Regions from separate parts of the Sus scrofa genome. Here region 1 is linked to region 2. A link is a contact called in public HiChIP or PLAC-seq data. All regions are on one chromosome and are shown on one strand. The core of a region is the stretch at or near the end of the contact, and the rest is flanking DNA. Distances in the headings are between cores, read along the strand shown.

What was found. HiChIP or PLAC-seq counts read pairs in DNA pulled down with a chosen protein or histone mark.
Region 1: an H3K27ac HiChIP or PLAC-seq map of alveolar macrophages shows a contact between it and region 2. The contact joins the promoter of BHLHE41 here to the promoter of SSPN in region 2. A contact is called at or near these places in 1 of 5 promoter capture datasets (liver), 12 of 47 Hi-C or Micro-C datasets (brain, embryonic fibroblasts, fetal heart ventricle and 8 more) and 2 of 2 datasets of contacts at active chromatin or transcription factors (alveolar macrophages and skeletal muscle).

What each region holds. Positions count from the first base shown.
Region 1 is chr5:47,685,732-47,689,293 of Sscrofa11.1, forward strand. BHLHE41 (class E basic helix-loop-helix protein 41) reads left to right here and starts at 1,931. Exons shown (of 5, transcript XM_003355541.4): 1 at 1,931-2,630; 2 at 2,775-2,838; 3 at 3,167-3,274. The coding sequence starts at 2,569.
Region 2 is chr5:47,608,051-47,611,555 of Sscrofa11.1, forward strand. It overlaps SSPN (sarcospan), which reads right to left and starts at 1,280. Exons shown (of 3, transcript XM_003126415.4): 1 at 924-1,280. The coding sequence starts at 1,202.

The DNA.
Region 1 (3,562 bases), core at 681-3,180, 78 kb after region 2:
GTCCAGGATCAGCAGCCTTGCATCCGGCCTGCTCCACTGACAAGACCGAGATGCAGTGATCCAGCCTTCATTTCATTTTCTCTGAATACTTCAGCCATCCTTTCCAAGAAAAAAATTTAGCTCTAGAGCAAATATTTACACTCTTTTCCTTCTCCAAACCGTCAGAAATCTATAGGGGAGCTGGTGTTTCATTTTTTAAATTATTCTTCTTAATGGCATTATCCACCCCCCCCCTTTTTTTTGTCAATTTAGAATGAGAGGACAGAATAATACAGTGCTGCAGGTATATGCCGCTTTTAGGACTACGAATTGCCCTCCCCTCCAAAGGGAATTACTAACCCAATCATTTGGAAACAGAGAAGCTGGATCTAGGTATAAAATAAAATCAGTATTTCAAAAATACTTTTTTCTTTTTAAGTATGATCATTATTGAATTGCTTATTTGGTGCAAAATACGTCTCCCCATTGGAGAAAGTCGAGGGACCTTAAACGGCCCTCTGAGAGGACAGACCGCGAGCGTCTCCTCACGCTGGGGTGAGCTTGGGCCGCCGCCGCCGCCGCCGGAGTCACGAAGCCAGACGCCGCGCGTCTCCGCCCAGGACTCGGGAGACTGCAGCAGCGCGGCCGCGGCCCCGGCGGCTCCTGGAGGCGGGGAAGAGGCACGACTCCCGCAGACACGTGACCTCCTTCCAGCCGCCGCTTCCCGCGACCCAGATCCGTCCCCGGAACCCGCGCTCGGCGGGGCGGGCCGGGGGACACGTAGCGACGGCCCCAAGTCCCTGCTGCGCCCGGGTTCGCGTGCATTCGGCGTACTTCTCGCCTTGGTTCACGTGCCAGTGGCAGTAATGACTATTTCGGGGATCACCCAGGAGAATGCAGGCAGGAAAGACTTTTGGTTTGATATCTATGTAGATAGATAGATAGATAGATAGATAGATAGATAGATAGATAGATAGATAGATAGATAGATAGATAGATAGATAGGAGAGAGATTAATATATATTCTCCCTATCCCCTCCTGGCAGACCCAGTGGGGGCAATGGGCCCGGAGACCTGGGAATCCCGCAGGACGCGCTTTCCCTCGGTCTCCGATGTCCCTTGCGGCCCGCTGCGCCAGGCACCAGGGGCAGTGCGCAACTGCGGGCACCTCCCGGTAACTCTCACTAGCAGTGAGTCATGCTCCGGGGATGGCTCTGGGGAAAGGTAGCCCGGTTCGAGGTGGCCTGTGCTTTCCCCGAGCGGGGCACCGAGGCTGCAGGGCAAGCGCGCGCACGCGCACACGCGCGCGCGGGTTCCCCGTGCAGTGATGTGGCAGCAGCGGCAGGTCGGATCACGTTGCTGGCCCTGTGCTGGTACCCGTTTGAGACAGGATTAAGGAGGGAGGCTTTGGAGGTACCAGCGGTAGTAAACGTGGGCTCTGCACACTCCCGGCGTCTCTTATCACACGAAGGGGGAGGGGCGGGGAAAGTGCGCAGCGCCACCCGAGGCGCAGAGGGGCGGCGGGGCTTAGCGGGCGATTGGTAATGCTGCATTGCTTTTTCGCGGGAGCCCCTCTCTTGCCACCCCATCCTATTCCCCTCCCTCCCCGCCGCGTTCCTGAGGGAGCTCCTGAGAACCCAAACGTCGTCATCTGTGGCTGTGATTAGTGGCACCGCAATTCCGGCTGCTGCGGGAAGTTTGGACACTGTGGGGCAGAAAGACACTTGGATTGCGACATTCTGACCCAGTGGCTACATTTTCACTTATCTTAAATCTCTCGGGGAGCAGATTTCATGTTGTCCCTTTTGGGGGCAACCTCCAATCAGGTCTAGGGGTCCCCCCAGGCCACTGAGCGTAAGCAAACAAGTCTCCAAATTGTCCTTCGGGACTGAAGTTGACCCATCGCGAATTCTCTTTCTCTTTCCTTTCTCTGGTCCAAACCAACAGCACAGTCTGTGGAAAAGTAAAAAGCCACGTTCACGTTCCTATCCGTAAGGACAGACGGATTGAAGGAGTCGCACTTCCCAGCGGAGGAAGCCCAAGCTGCCCCGCACCCCCGGGCGCCCCCTCCCACTCCCCCAGCTGACTGCGCTGCCTTGGGGAAGCTTAATAGCCTGGCTGAAGTTGTTTTTCCTTTCCGGTGGCCCTGATCAGGTGTCCCCGCCCCCTCCCGCCGTCCGCCTTCCCTAGCAGCCTTCTCCCGACGCCCCCTCCTGGCCCGGCCCCTCCTCCCCCGCCCCCCTCCGGGCTGGACCGCGGATGGTACGTTCCGCACGTGAGCTGGGTGCTGGTCTGGCCGGCGACGCGCGTGCCCTGTGGCCAAACACTGCCCGGAGTGAGAGCAAACTACCAGCGCAGTGGAGCCAGCGCGAGTGTGCGTGCGTGTGTGTGCGTGTGTGTGCGAGAGAGCGAGCGCGGAGGGAGGGGGGGACCAACTGCTTCACACTTTCAACACTGCACTGAAGAGGGAGAGAGAGAGAGAGACTGGAGACGTACAGATTCCCCCCAGGATCTCCCAGGGCTACCGTCCCACAGATTATAGAACAGAACCCCAAAAATCGAAACAGAGGAAACGGACAGCGATTGAACATGGACGAAGGAATTCCTCATTTGCAAGAAAGACAGTTACTGGAACATAGAGATTTTATAGGGTAAGGTGCACGCACCCTTGCGAATATCTGTCTAGGCTTCAGTTTGATTTTTTTTTTTTTTTTTCTTCTCCAGAAAGTGGTATGGAGCGGGGAGGGCAGAGCCCCTCTCGGAATGGGTTCCTGATGCTGATTTCTATTTTGCAGACTGGATTATTCCTCTTTGTATATGTGTAAGCCCAAAAGGAGCATGAAGCGAGACGATAGCAAGGTAAGTGTAAGTTTCCGACGTTCCTCTTAACCTGCCTGGATAGTTAATTAGGGCCATTGATTTAACAGGGAAGTCTGCCCGCAAATATATTACAGATCTTGAGCTTCCCCAACTGAATTTTAAGTGGTTTGCTGGATACTCTCAGGGGGAGTTTAAACATCATACCTGAATTTAAATTGCATTTCAGAACAGTCCAGAGGAAAGAGGTTTCTTGGGCATAGTTTCTCACATAGTATGTTTTGGGGGGAGGATGGCAGGGTATTGTTAAATCCAGTGAATGAATGTTTAGTTTATTGTTTTCTCTCTTCCATGACTCTCATGTATTAAGGATACCTACAAATTACCGCACAGATTAATAGAAAAGAAAAGAAGAGACCGAATTAATGAATGCATTGCTCAGCTGAAAGACTTACTGCCTGAACATCTAAAGTTGACAGTAAGATGCACATTTTTATTCTTTGCTGCTCTCCAAGGGTGTGTTAATAGCCTGGTACTAGTCCCAGGGTTATAAGAATAAAATGTAAATATCACATGCCTTACAACTTGTGCTATAGTGGAGAGTTTCCTGCAAACTCAAGAGTAGGTGTTCACAACTGATTTCTTAATCATTTATAACCTGTATTGTTGAAGCTCAAGAAGTATAGGAATGGTACTTCTTTCAAAGTGCTTGCTTAAGTTGCTGAGCTGAATGGAAAGCCAGTCATGCCAAATGTGTTTTTAAGTA
Region 2 (3,505 bases), core at 30-2,529:
AATGCGGCTCAATGAGGAAAATACAGATGGAGCCTGCTGCAAAAAGGAATCAACTTCTCTGATTTGCCACCTCACGACCCGGGGTGAGTCTGCCCTTGGTTCTCTCATTTGGGAAATCAAAGGATAATAACTACTCCATAAGGCTGCTGTGGAGATTACAAAACAGATACGTAAGGTGTCCAGCAGGACAGGCCCACAGTAGGTGCTCAATAAATGGCACCCATTTCACATCAGAGAATCCATGCAATTAAGGCAAGTATGCTGTGTCCCAACATGCACGCACAACAGCTGAATCGTGCTCTGCTTAGAACAGTACATCCGTTAGCAGAGTCCCAAATAGACTCCCGCCAGGGCCAGCGCCCCGGGCTTATCCCACTTTAGACTCCAGTGGATTAAGGCAGTACTTGCTGTATTTGCATTTCCTGCCTTCGACCACTGTTTTAATAAAAACTTACTAATGGAACCTCAGACTTAAAAAAATCGAATCGATTCTACCCGATGTGGCCCCTCCAAGTACAGGCTTTTTTCCTAACTTGCTTTTACAGGAAGAACTTATTCACTTTTTCGCCACTTCTGTAGGGACGAGGTGGGGTCTGGAGAAGAAAAACGCCAGAAGTGAATCTGCTGTTGTTACCGGGGCTGTTCAATGTGATCAAAATAAGCAGCCTGTGCCTCGCCTCCCCAGCTCCAGCGCGTGAGGCTCAGGCCTGTCGGAGGTGTTGAGAGCGACAAGCAGGACAAGGGCAAGAGCTCCGCCGCCCTGGGCGGACCCGGGGCGGCGGGCATCGGTCACTAAGCGGAGCGCGAGTTAGAGGCGTGGAGCCGGGGAAGGGCGCATGCAGGTGGGTTAGTGGTAACTCGACCATGCGGCGTGGCATTCCTGTGTGGCAAACGCGCTCAGGCAAAACAGACTCGATGCTTACAATGATCCCAGCCCAAAATGGAGTGTCTCTGACTAGCAGGGAGGAGCTGATGCCGGCCATGAGAAAGCCCACCACGGTCACGGCGATGCCCAGGGCCAGCTGCAGCAGCGCCAGCAGCAGCGGGAACCGGCAGCCGCAGCACGTCCGGGCCTCCTCCTCCCCGCACTCCTTGGGGGCCCCCGCGCCCCTCTTCGGCCCCATGTCGTCGGGCTCGGCGGCGTCAGCGGCCGGCGGCCCCCCTTGGCTCCGCGCGCCTCGGCCGGGCAGCTCCCTGCCCATGGCGGCTGCGGGGGCGGCGGCGAGGGCGGCGCGGGGCGGGCCGCGCCAGCACTGCTCGGCGAGTTACGGAGGCTGAACAAATATGGAAAACATTTGGAGGGACTCGCCGAGCCTCTGAAGGCCACGGGGACCCGCGGCGGAGGGGGAGTCGAGGGGGGTCATCAACTGCCAACCCGCCGGGCGGGACGCAGCGCCTGCCTGGCCGGGCGGGGTTGCCCGGTGCCTCCTAAACCCGACGCGCTTTAGGCAGGCTGCGGGTGCCCGCGCCTGTATGTGCGCATATGCGTGTGTGCGCGTCTGTGTGTGTTATTTTCCTCACTCCAAACCCCAGGATTTTTTCGGGTTTGTTTTCGTTTTGGGAGAGGTGCAATCCAAGGTGATGAATGTTTAAATCATTTAATTAACAGACAGTTGAATCCAAAAGAGGCGTTGCTAGGCTCCGAGCTGTGAAGTTGTTTCCAAAAGTTAAATTGTTCTCGGTTTTCCAACCAAGGCGTGGGCTCTTCTCTTAAATTCTGCAACCCAGTTGACAAATCAAGGTATTTTTCCCAGTGAAGTATTTGCTTTTGAAATAACTGTTTATAGAGACACTGGGCCAATTGTGAACTCTCTCACGTGTATTTCTTTTTCAAAGCTCTCTTAATAGTCTATACAGTCTCCAGCCTGGCCTTGGCTGATCACAACAGTGCCTCTGGGGATTGTTTTACACCTTAGACATGTACAATTTAACTCAGTCCACTTTCGAGATATTTTTAAAGCACCTACAATGTGCTAGAAAATAAGGATGCCCGAGGTAGATTTGGTTCCTGTCTAATGTCCCCGAACAAATCAATAAAAGCGATTATTCTTATTCCCACATACCTCTCCTCAGTAGCACTTAAAGCAATTTCAGTGAAACCACTAAGAAATGATCCCATTACTTTGGAGTATTTATATCTACTTTGGTATGGTCATTTGAGCATTGAGAAAGCTGTATTAAAAAATAAATGATGTCACCAAGATGTTAGGATAAAGCTTCCTCCTAGATTGTTTGCTATCAGCTAATTTAAAGAAAATCTAACTCCCTGCTTCGTCTCCACAGAATTAGAAACTAATCATCATCAATTCTCTTTGTAAACTGCCAAGTCCCCAAAAAGTTACCTCTGAAGGCCTGAAATATATTCTTTTTTTTTTCTTTTCTTTAATGAACTTCAGTGTGTTCTTTATACCTTTCTTCTGGATCAGTGAAAAAATGTGGTCCATGAAACAAATGCAGTAGCTTAAAAAGGAGAAACCAAACCACACATCCCAGTGTCCACCTAGAAGCAGTAGAAGCAGCGCTCACTCTCACAAGAGGAGCAGAGGGGCAGAGATAAGGTCATTGTCAGCTTTAAGGCCATTTCACCATTAGGATTTCTAGTGAGAACAGACAAAAGCTGATGTTACACCAAGGTACCCATGTGACTTGTGTCTGACTGAGAACAGCAGAAAAGACAAAGGAGAACAGTACTTGGTTTTTCTACATAAACCTAGAAAACATTTTTAGGAAACTAACTGACTACATGGAATTAATTATTTGTTCTTATAAATAATAGTTACTAGTTACTGGGTATCTATCTAGTCTGTAACTAGCACATGATAGGAGCTTTACCTCGCTGGCTGTTACTTCTTATAACCACCTTAGAATTGTAATGTCTACTTTTAAAGATGAAAAATTGAGTATCAGAGTTATTAAGTAACCAGGGTATTAAGCCACTTACCTAGTTAGGGATGAGTGAGGGGAAGCACGCGTGAACACTTGTGGATTCCCTCTTTTATTAATTACTTCCTATTGTCAAACAAGTGGGTGGACTGCTTAAATCATTTGTGATTTTGAACAATTTAATGATCATCGGGAGTATATTGTCTATCATAGAATTAGCTATTAGCCTTGAACCTAAGAGTATTTGACTAGAAAAATATCTCAATGCACCACCATAATATACTTGATTGTTGATTGAGACCATTATTTCTATTACTAAGTTATAATGAGATACAAGCTCTATTTGCTGACCAATACTGCTGGGCTGTCAGTTAAGGGTAAAATATTCTTAGCCTTTCCCTCAATATCTTAAATTAGGTGTAAGTTAGAATAGGTGAACAAAATAATAGGATATTCCTATAGGCTTGTCTTCTAAGTTTCAGAAGTGTGTGTAGCTTACAGTTGTACATAATTTCTTATTATTAAAGGCTTACTTTAATTGCCTACTGAGACAAGTTACCAATGAAACCAGTAACAGTGAACAACAATCCAGATAAATGGTAATCCTTCTAGGCTGTTTACA